Regions from separate parts of the Astyanax mexicanus genome. Here region 1 is linked to region 2. A link is a contact called in public Hi-C data. All regions are on one chromosome and are shown on one strand. The core of a region is the stretch at or near the end of the contact, and the rest is flanking DNA. Distances in the headings are between cores, read along the strand shown. Region 1 has its middle 12 kb from the start of si:ch211-1a19.2. Region 2 overlaps arrdc2 (arrestin domain containing 2).

Region 1 (3,489 bases), core at 357-2,856, 46 kb before region 2:
TACATCTTACGTCAGTCAGGTTATGTGCTACTCTACTTAGGTAGTGTTTAGATAGAGTTCACCTCATAATTTGAGAAAACATTACCTACACTTCAAAGAAATAAGATAAAATATACCTAACAGTTCTCTTTACATTTCACAACAGATTATGTGAATGACTACACACTGACCAGGATTGGAAAATAAAATGCCTAGAATGCAAAAAATGATGCCAGGAGCCTATAAAAAATTGTTTACTTTTTGAAATGTCTAAATTAATACAGTACATAAACTATATTATATAGATAGCATTTTATTTCCCAGTCAACACAGCCCAGAGAAGAACATATATCTCTAAAACAGTACATTTGAATTTACATTTAGTTTTTACTTTTCAATAAAATTCTATTGGTCCATTCATCAGGATATTTTACACAATGTGAATGAAAATTATGTTCAAAAGATTAATATTGTCAATACATGAAACACATGTTTTTGACCATGCACAGGGATCTTGTTCCCATGCCTTATTTTTTGTGTATTTTGTTTATGTTATTTTTACAGGTTATCAATTTAGAGGCTACATATAGACATTTACAATTATTGAGATTGAGACATCTGATTCCCAGACATTATCTGAAAGGTTATTCCAGTGTATTGGAGGAGAAGGAGGAGGGGGGTGGCTGTATGAGAAAAGAACTGGTGAGAATCCAGCACCCTGTGATCAGAGACATTGGTGCATCTGAGGGAACCACAAGCCTTAGGGTTAAAACAATGATTGTGTATAAATCCTGTGACTAATTACATGAAATATTCTGACTAATTAACCAGTTAAAGACCCATGTGAACCTCTCTGAACCTCAACTACATTTGCATTAAAATAGAAAAGAGTGGTCATGTGATTTTCCCTCAAGCTATCGCTTCAAAAAGTAAACACATTGAGAGCATTTAAGAGTTTGTTCTTGAACAAACTGGGGCATGGGTTAATGCATTGTACGGGACAAGGCGTAACAGCTTCTCCTGGTTGTTTATAGTGAAAAATAAACAGTACCAGGTTCATGCCACTATCAGCCAGCCTTAGCCAGAGCTAATTGCTCCAAAGCATAAGTGGACAGGGAGAGGATTTGAAGTGAAACAACATAACGTGAAGTGACGGCACGCCAGCAGAACTGGTTTGGGCACCTTGATTGGCCTTGTTGCTTATTTGTCTTCACAAGTCTTGACATGCCCTTCAGTGTAAATGAATGGGGCTTGTTTTTGAGAAAGATGTGACTTGTTTTGAAGGCTGAAAGATTCTAAACACGCTCATCATTACGAGAAATCATTCCTAACTCATGAGCCGAGGGGGGTTCCCATAGCTGGTCGGCTAAGGAAGCTAAGCTAAGGGGGTTCCCATACGACACTGCGCCACTGTAGTTGATGATCTGGCCTCTTGGGATGCGTTATCTTCTGATTTCCATCATGCCCAGCTCATGGTCCCAAAACGTAAGAACCCAAAAGGGCCCTTAAACCCTCATTGTGTGGAGAAACCCACAGGAAAGTAGGGCAAAGTGTTTATTTGAGAGTGGAAAATATGGTGGAAAATAGCGATCAGGAATCTGATTCCAGGCACGGAGTCAACGTCATCAAACTGTCAGCCCGCCTGTGATGGAGGGGCACGCGTGAGAGCAGAGCCAAGAAATCAGACTGTAAAGCGATGTGTGCGACTTCATTTGGAAGCCACCTAATTAGGTCGCTGTTTACATCTGACTGTGCCGTATGGGTTATATTAGGATCCAGTGCAGTTAAAGGGGGGTGAGGGGTGGTGGGGGGGTTGGGTGTTTTAGATTTGGTTGTGAGGCTGGAGGGGGGGGGGGGGGGGGTCTTTCCTTCACAGCTGAGAAATGAAGTGAAAAACAACTAGGGTTTAGCAAAGGGGGTTAAATTTAAGGTAGTGCTACAGTTAAGGCTCTCTCCCATCTGGAAGTGCTGCACTTTTGCTGCATTTCAACTAAAATCATCTAAAAGTTGTGTGTCATCTATTTTTATTCTAGATTTGTCTAAAATTCTATATAATTCAGTGATTAGGAAGAAGGAATAGACATTCAGAGCATTAAGTGGTGTGAAGTGTGAAGTAATTAACTGTAAAGAAACCTTTTATTAGCTAATTTTCTTTAAATCGGTTGTGATATAAACCAGGGTCTGTTTGGCATCGCTGACCTCTCTTAAACATTTTGTGAGGCATTCTGTAAAGAAGATTTTTGAAGTGATAGCTAGTAAGCACTGACTAAAATAAAGAGAAGAATTTTCATTAATGTCCAATAGTCAACATTCAGGGTCCTATCTTATATCTTGTACCCTGTGCAAGCGCATTGTAACGCTCATTGATATTTTTCACCCCGCCAACAGTCATGTATTATCCCGTCTTCCACCTGCGTCATTTAAATAGCAATGGAGCTAGTGAATATATCTACGGCATTGGGCATGGTGGTCTCAAAATAAGGTGTGTTCAGAAAAATTCTGGCGTACTGATTGAGGATCTTGGCAACAGGAAACACGGGTTCGCCACTGACTAAAAACTTGTGAAAACATCCAAGGCAGATGTCAACAGTCAGACGTTCATTGCTATCTTGGCAGTGAATTGACAAAAACGCTCACACGTCCAGGTACGGTAGCAAAGTCAAAGCACATCGGGCTCTTAAAGGGAATGGAAAGTGCACAATGATTTATTAAGAAAGTTAGTACATGTTTATTACATGCAAGGCATACTTTTCCTATTGTTACGATTGTTTCCTAAATATACACTGACACCCCCTAAAGCAGTCTGCACGATATATATGCGGTTGCGGTTGTGTGAAGATCGCTGAAATAGGGTCATTGGAAATCATTACGATTACGGCCGTAGCAGAACTGAATGTTCAACTTCTTGGGGTTGACGAAATGCTACAAAGTGTATGTATGTAAAAACGTTTGGAATGTTAGATAACACTGGCATGCCAAAAGACAGTTCAGAAACGGTTCCTACACCTGTGGATAAAATCTAGAATTGTAGATGATGTTGTTTGGATTGGTAGTTTTAGTTAGAGCTCATTGTGTATATACTATTCAGTTCTACCATTTTAGTGTTTCTAGAACAAAGAACTTTATATCAGAACCTCTCGAAAACTACTTGTGTACTTGTGTTCACATCCTAACCATTTCATTACGCAACTTTTGAGACGTCCAGTGGAATCTGTTTTTAAGTACTTCCATGTCATTATCACATTAAAAGATCACAAAACGTAAGAACATTTTTCCTCCTTGTATAAAGTTACCGCTTCACGAGGTTTTGTTACGGCAGCGACAAGGTTCTAAATCCCTCTTGCTAAGTGATATTGGCGTGACACCGCAAACAGAAACTGTCTGTACTCATCACTCTCGACAAACATGGCAGCCTTCGCTAAACAGCCGGCGTGCCTTCACTGTTCTGTTCTTTCACGCTCGCTCGGGGAGAGCGAGACTAATGATGTGAGAGACTCTGAGAAGCTGTTT
Region 2 (3,295 bases), core at 518-3,017:
AAAGAAAAAATAAGGCACCTTGAACAAACATGGCTCGTAATCATCCTCCTCCTGACGTTACTAGAGCTCTAATAGTTTGTGCCTGCTGCAGCTTTGTACTGAACTGTGCTGTTGTTTTATGTTGAGTAATGATCATATATTTTTTGTACATCCACTGGCAGAAAACACCACAACAGCCAATCAGCAGAACTGAGCAGTAATCATTCCCAGTAACATTGGTATATGAATATGTATATATGTAGCTTTGCATTCGCTTTCTTTCTTTGCGAATTAAGACACGAACACTGATGAGCAGCTACATGCCATCAGCGCATCCTCTCTGTTTCTCTCTCTCTCTCTCTCTTTCTTTCTCGCACTCAAGCCTGACAAGTTCAAGTCTACCAAACTTCAGAAGTACGATGGTGGGTTTGTTTGTTTTTTTCTCTTCAAGAATAAAACCCACACAAACTTTGCTGCCTCCACGATTCTAATGCAATATCTGACAAATCTCATTGGCACACAGCTTAACTTTCATGCCCAGTATCACCCGTGCATATCGCAGCAGGTCTGAACCTGCACTACCTTTACACTAGATCTTATGTCACCTGCATACACAGCACAACATACGAGCTTAAAATCATAAGATTAACATTATTTCTTGATGGTAGGACTGTAATAGGGAAAGCAAGGGAAGGCACTTTGGAAGGAAGCATTTTGGCTACCACAGATCAGGGTCGACAGTTCATTATTGCGACATTATTGCGTCAACTATTAGGTGATGATATTAATACAGGATAAACCAAAATGTTCACTTGAAATAAATACAGGAACCTTCACGGTTAGGCACCATTTATAAGCGGCTTCTTCTTCTTGGTTTAATCTCCTTCCCCAGAACACAAACAGTCCACAGATTTCCACCAGTTGCAAACTTGGTAGGTTGACAGTCGATCGTTAGCGGGCACTGACCACAGCAGACTGAGGTCTGAGGACTCTGAAATGACCAGACAAATCCATCCAACTCGCACCTTTTCCCTCTCTTGCAGGGACTTGAAAGGATGTGAAAGAATATTATCCGGCCAGATAGTCCAATCAGTCAATCAAGCAACCGATTCCTCCTTCTCGGCCCCTCCACTCGATTGGCACTGCAGACCCTTGGGCGATGAGGCAAGTCCCAAGAGATGAGTACCAGTCTCAGCGATCCAGGGCATCCAGGAAGAAAGCAAATCTTTGCTTCGTTTCAATCAGCACATCACCACATGATGCTCAGATGCAATGGCGTTCAACAGGTCATGCAACGGGGTCTCATGTTGAAGGGCTGAGGATTGGGGTCCACCTGAGGATGGAAGGGGAATGAATGAGGTTTTTAGTAATTGAGACACTTCAGAAGTTGTAAAAGTTGTAGAAGTTGAGGAATTGTTTACGGCTTTGGAACGTCAACACGTTCCAAATAATCACCGTTTGATGTGCTTGCTTACCTCACTGTACACAGGAGGTGGCCTGAATCGGAATTCCTGCACATAGGCCATGAAAGGCCGCTCCAGCACCCCACTGAGGTCCTCCTCTTGTCGAGCTGCAGAATTCTGCACGGACTCTTCCTCAGTCACGACGGAGCTGTACTCAGGAGGAGCTGTTTAAAAAAAAATAAAAAAGAAGAAAGGTAAGAAACAAACGTGTCAAATGTGTGCTTGAAAGAATGCTAACATGAGGTATAGAAGAAAAACACAAGACTATGGTTAAGATACTCACGCTCAGGCTGCTCGGGGATGGCCATGCGGAGCCACTCCAGGTTCAGACTGTACTGGCTGCTGACGCTGGAGGTGCGGCTGCCGAAAGGATGGAGAGGGATGGTCCCCATGACCAGTGGAAGCTCCAGACACAGCTTGGAGGTACCAGGAACATCCACACAAACCTAATGGATTGAGAAATAAAAAGACATTACATTACACATATGAAGACGACAATTAAACTTCGTAGTTCAAACCAGTGAAACCTAAAGAGCAGTTGCAGACGGATGCAGAAACATCAGCACTCACCCTGAGCATGTATTCCACTTTGATGATGCGACACTGGAGGATGGACGGCCCAACAGGAGGGATTTTGATGGCTCGGCCGTGCCAGGTCTCTCTACGCCGCGCTCCCACTGCATCTCCACACAGTGTGGCAACGACAGAGCGCTTTTGCTTCATGGTACCCCTTGCGATAAACGTCTGCGTCTGAGTGATATAAGCCTTGGGCACCACTGATCGTGAAGTTGAGTTATCGAATTCTGCAAAGACTGGGATCACTTCACCTATAATAAAAAAAAAAGGAAGAATAATGCATTAGTGTGTTGGTTTTATTTATTTTTTTTCTTAATACATCTGATCTCTACAAATATATGCGTAAGGTATGTTGCCCTCACCTGGTGTGTAGCCTTTACGGTCGATTTTTGCAGTGATTGAAACCTGCCCGAAGTTACGGTACCAGGCGCGGGCCATCTTCTCTTTGGTTCCAGCCTGAGGTGCCTGCAAATTAAGAGTTAAAATTTAGCATGTTTGGAGCTTTGCTTGTCTTCAAAACCAGAAATCACAAAAAAAAACATCCTGCATAATCAAAAAGATCATTAGCAAGTCAAGCTTACAAGAAGGGATGGTGTGTTGATATCAATGGGCTCAATAACTGTAAACTCCTTCTTGATCTTCTTCACTGTGCACCAGGGTCGATGCAGCTTCACCTTGACCCAGTAGCGAATGCTGCCATGCTTGCCCTCAAAGGAGGTGACCAGTGTCCTGAAGGAGTAAACACACATTGGTTATTTTCCACATTTACACTGGCTTAAAAAAAATAAACTACACAAAAAAAAAAGCAGTCCCTTGGGGCGAGACTAATCAGAATAAAAAGCAAACTCACTCCTCGGGCAGCTGGAAACTGAAGGGGTATTCATGTCTTCCAGCAGGAAGGGTGGTCAGTTCCCCATTATCTGTGGGAAACAGATTAGCACACTACAGTTAAAACCTCCAATACATCCTGAAAACAGTGTTTGTGTGCTGAAGTAGGACAGTCCTCAAAAACAACAAGAAGAACTGGCATCAGCAGATGCTCTGCAACACAATAAATCACTAAAGGCCTGAACAAAACAACATACTATAATACTATGTAGATATAAGACTATAAACACTTTTATACTTTCATACTCAGTGCTGATTTCGACATTAACTTAAAATCAACAAATAGTGCACATCTGTAAGAGGTTAATTCAGCAGCAACTGAGGATAAACAAAGGATAGCAAATACTGCATACGATTTAGGCCATGGGTAGTAGGTTGCACAAAGCCAA

Evidence for each region. A called contact is a pair of places that touch in the nucleus more often than the background predicts.
Region 1: a Hi-C map of muscle shows a contact between it and region 2, with 12 times the contacts expected there. The contact joins two enhancer-like sites. A contact is called at or near these places in 3 of 3 Hi-C or Micro-C datasets (blood and muscle).

What each region holds. Positions count from the first base shown.
Region 1 is chr16:17,793,363-17,796,851 of AstMex3_surface, reverse strand. No RefSeq gene overlaps it. Among protein-coding and RNA genes, the nearest start is that of si:ch211-1a19.2, 12 kb to the left of the region's middle. Within about 2 kb of position 1,606, the one cell type or tissue checked has an H3K27ac peak away from gene starts, as active enhancers do.
Region 2 is chr16:17,747,768-17,751,062 of AstMex3_surface, reverse strand. arrdc2 (arrestin domain containing 2) reads right to left here. Exons shown (of 8, transcript XM_007240179.4): 2 at 2,869-2,938; 3 at 2,600-2,747; 4 at 2,381-2,483; 5 at 2,013-2,269; 6 at 1,726-1,888; 7 at 1,455-1,606; 8 at 1-1,312. The coding sequence ends at 1,259. Among protein-coding and RNA genes, the nearest start is that of arrdc2, 7.5 kb to the right of the region's middle. Within about 2 kb of position 1,767, the one cell type or tissue checked has an H3K27ac peak away from gene starts, as active enhancers do.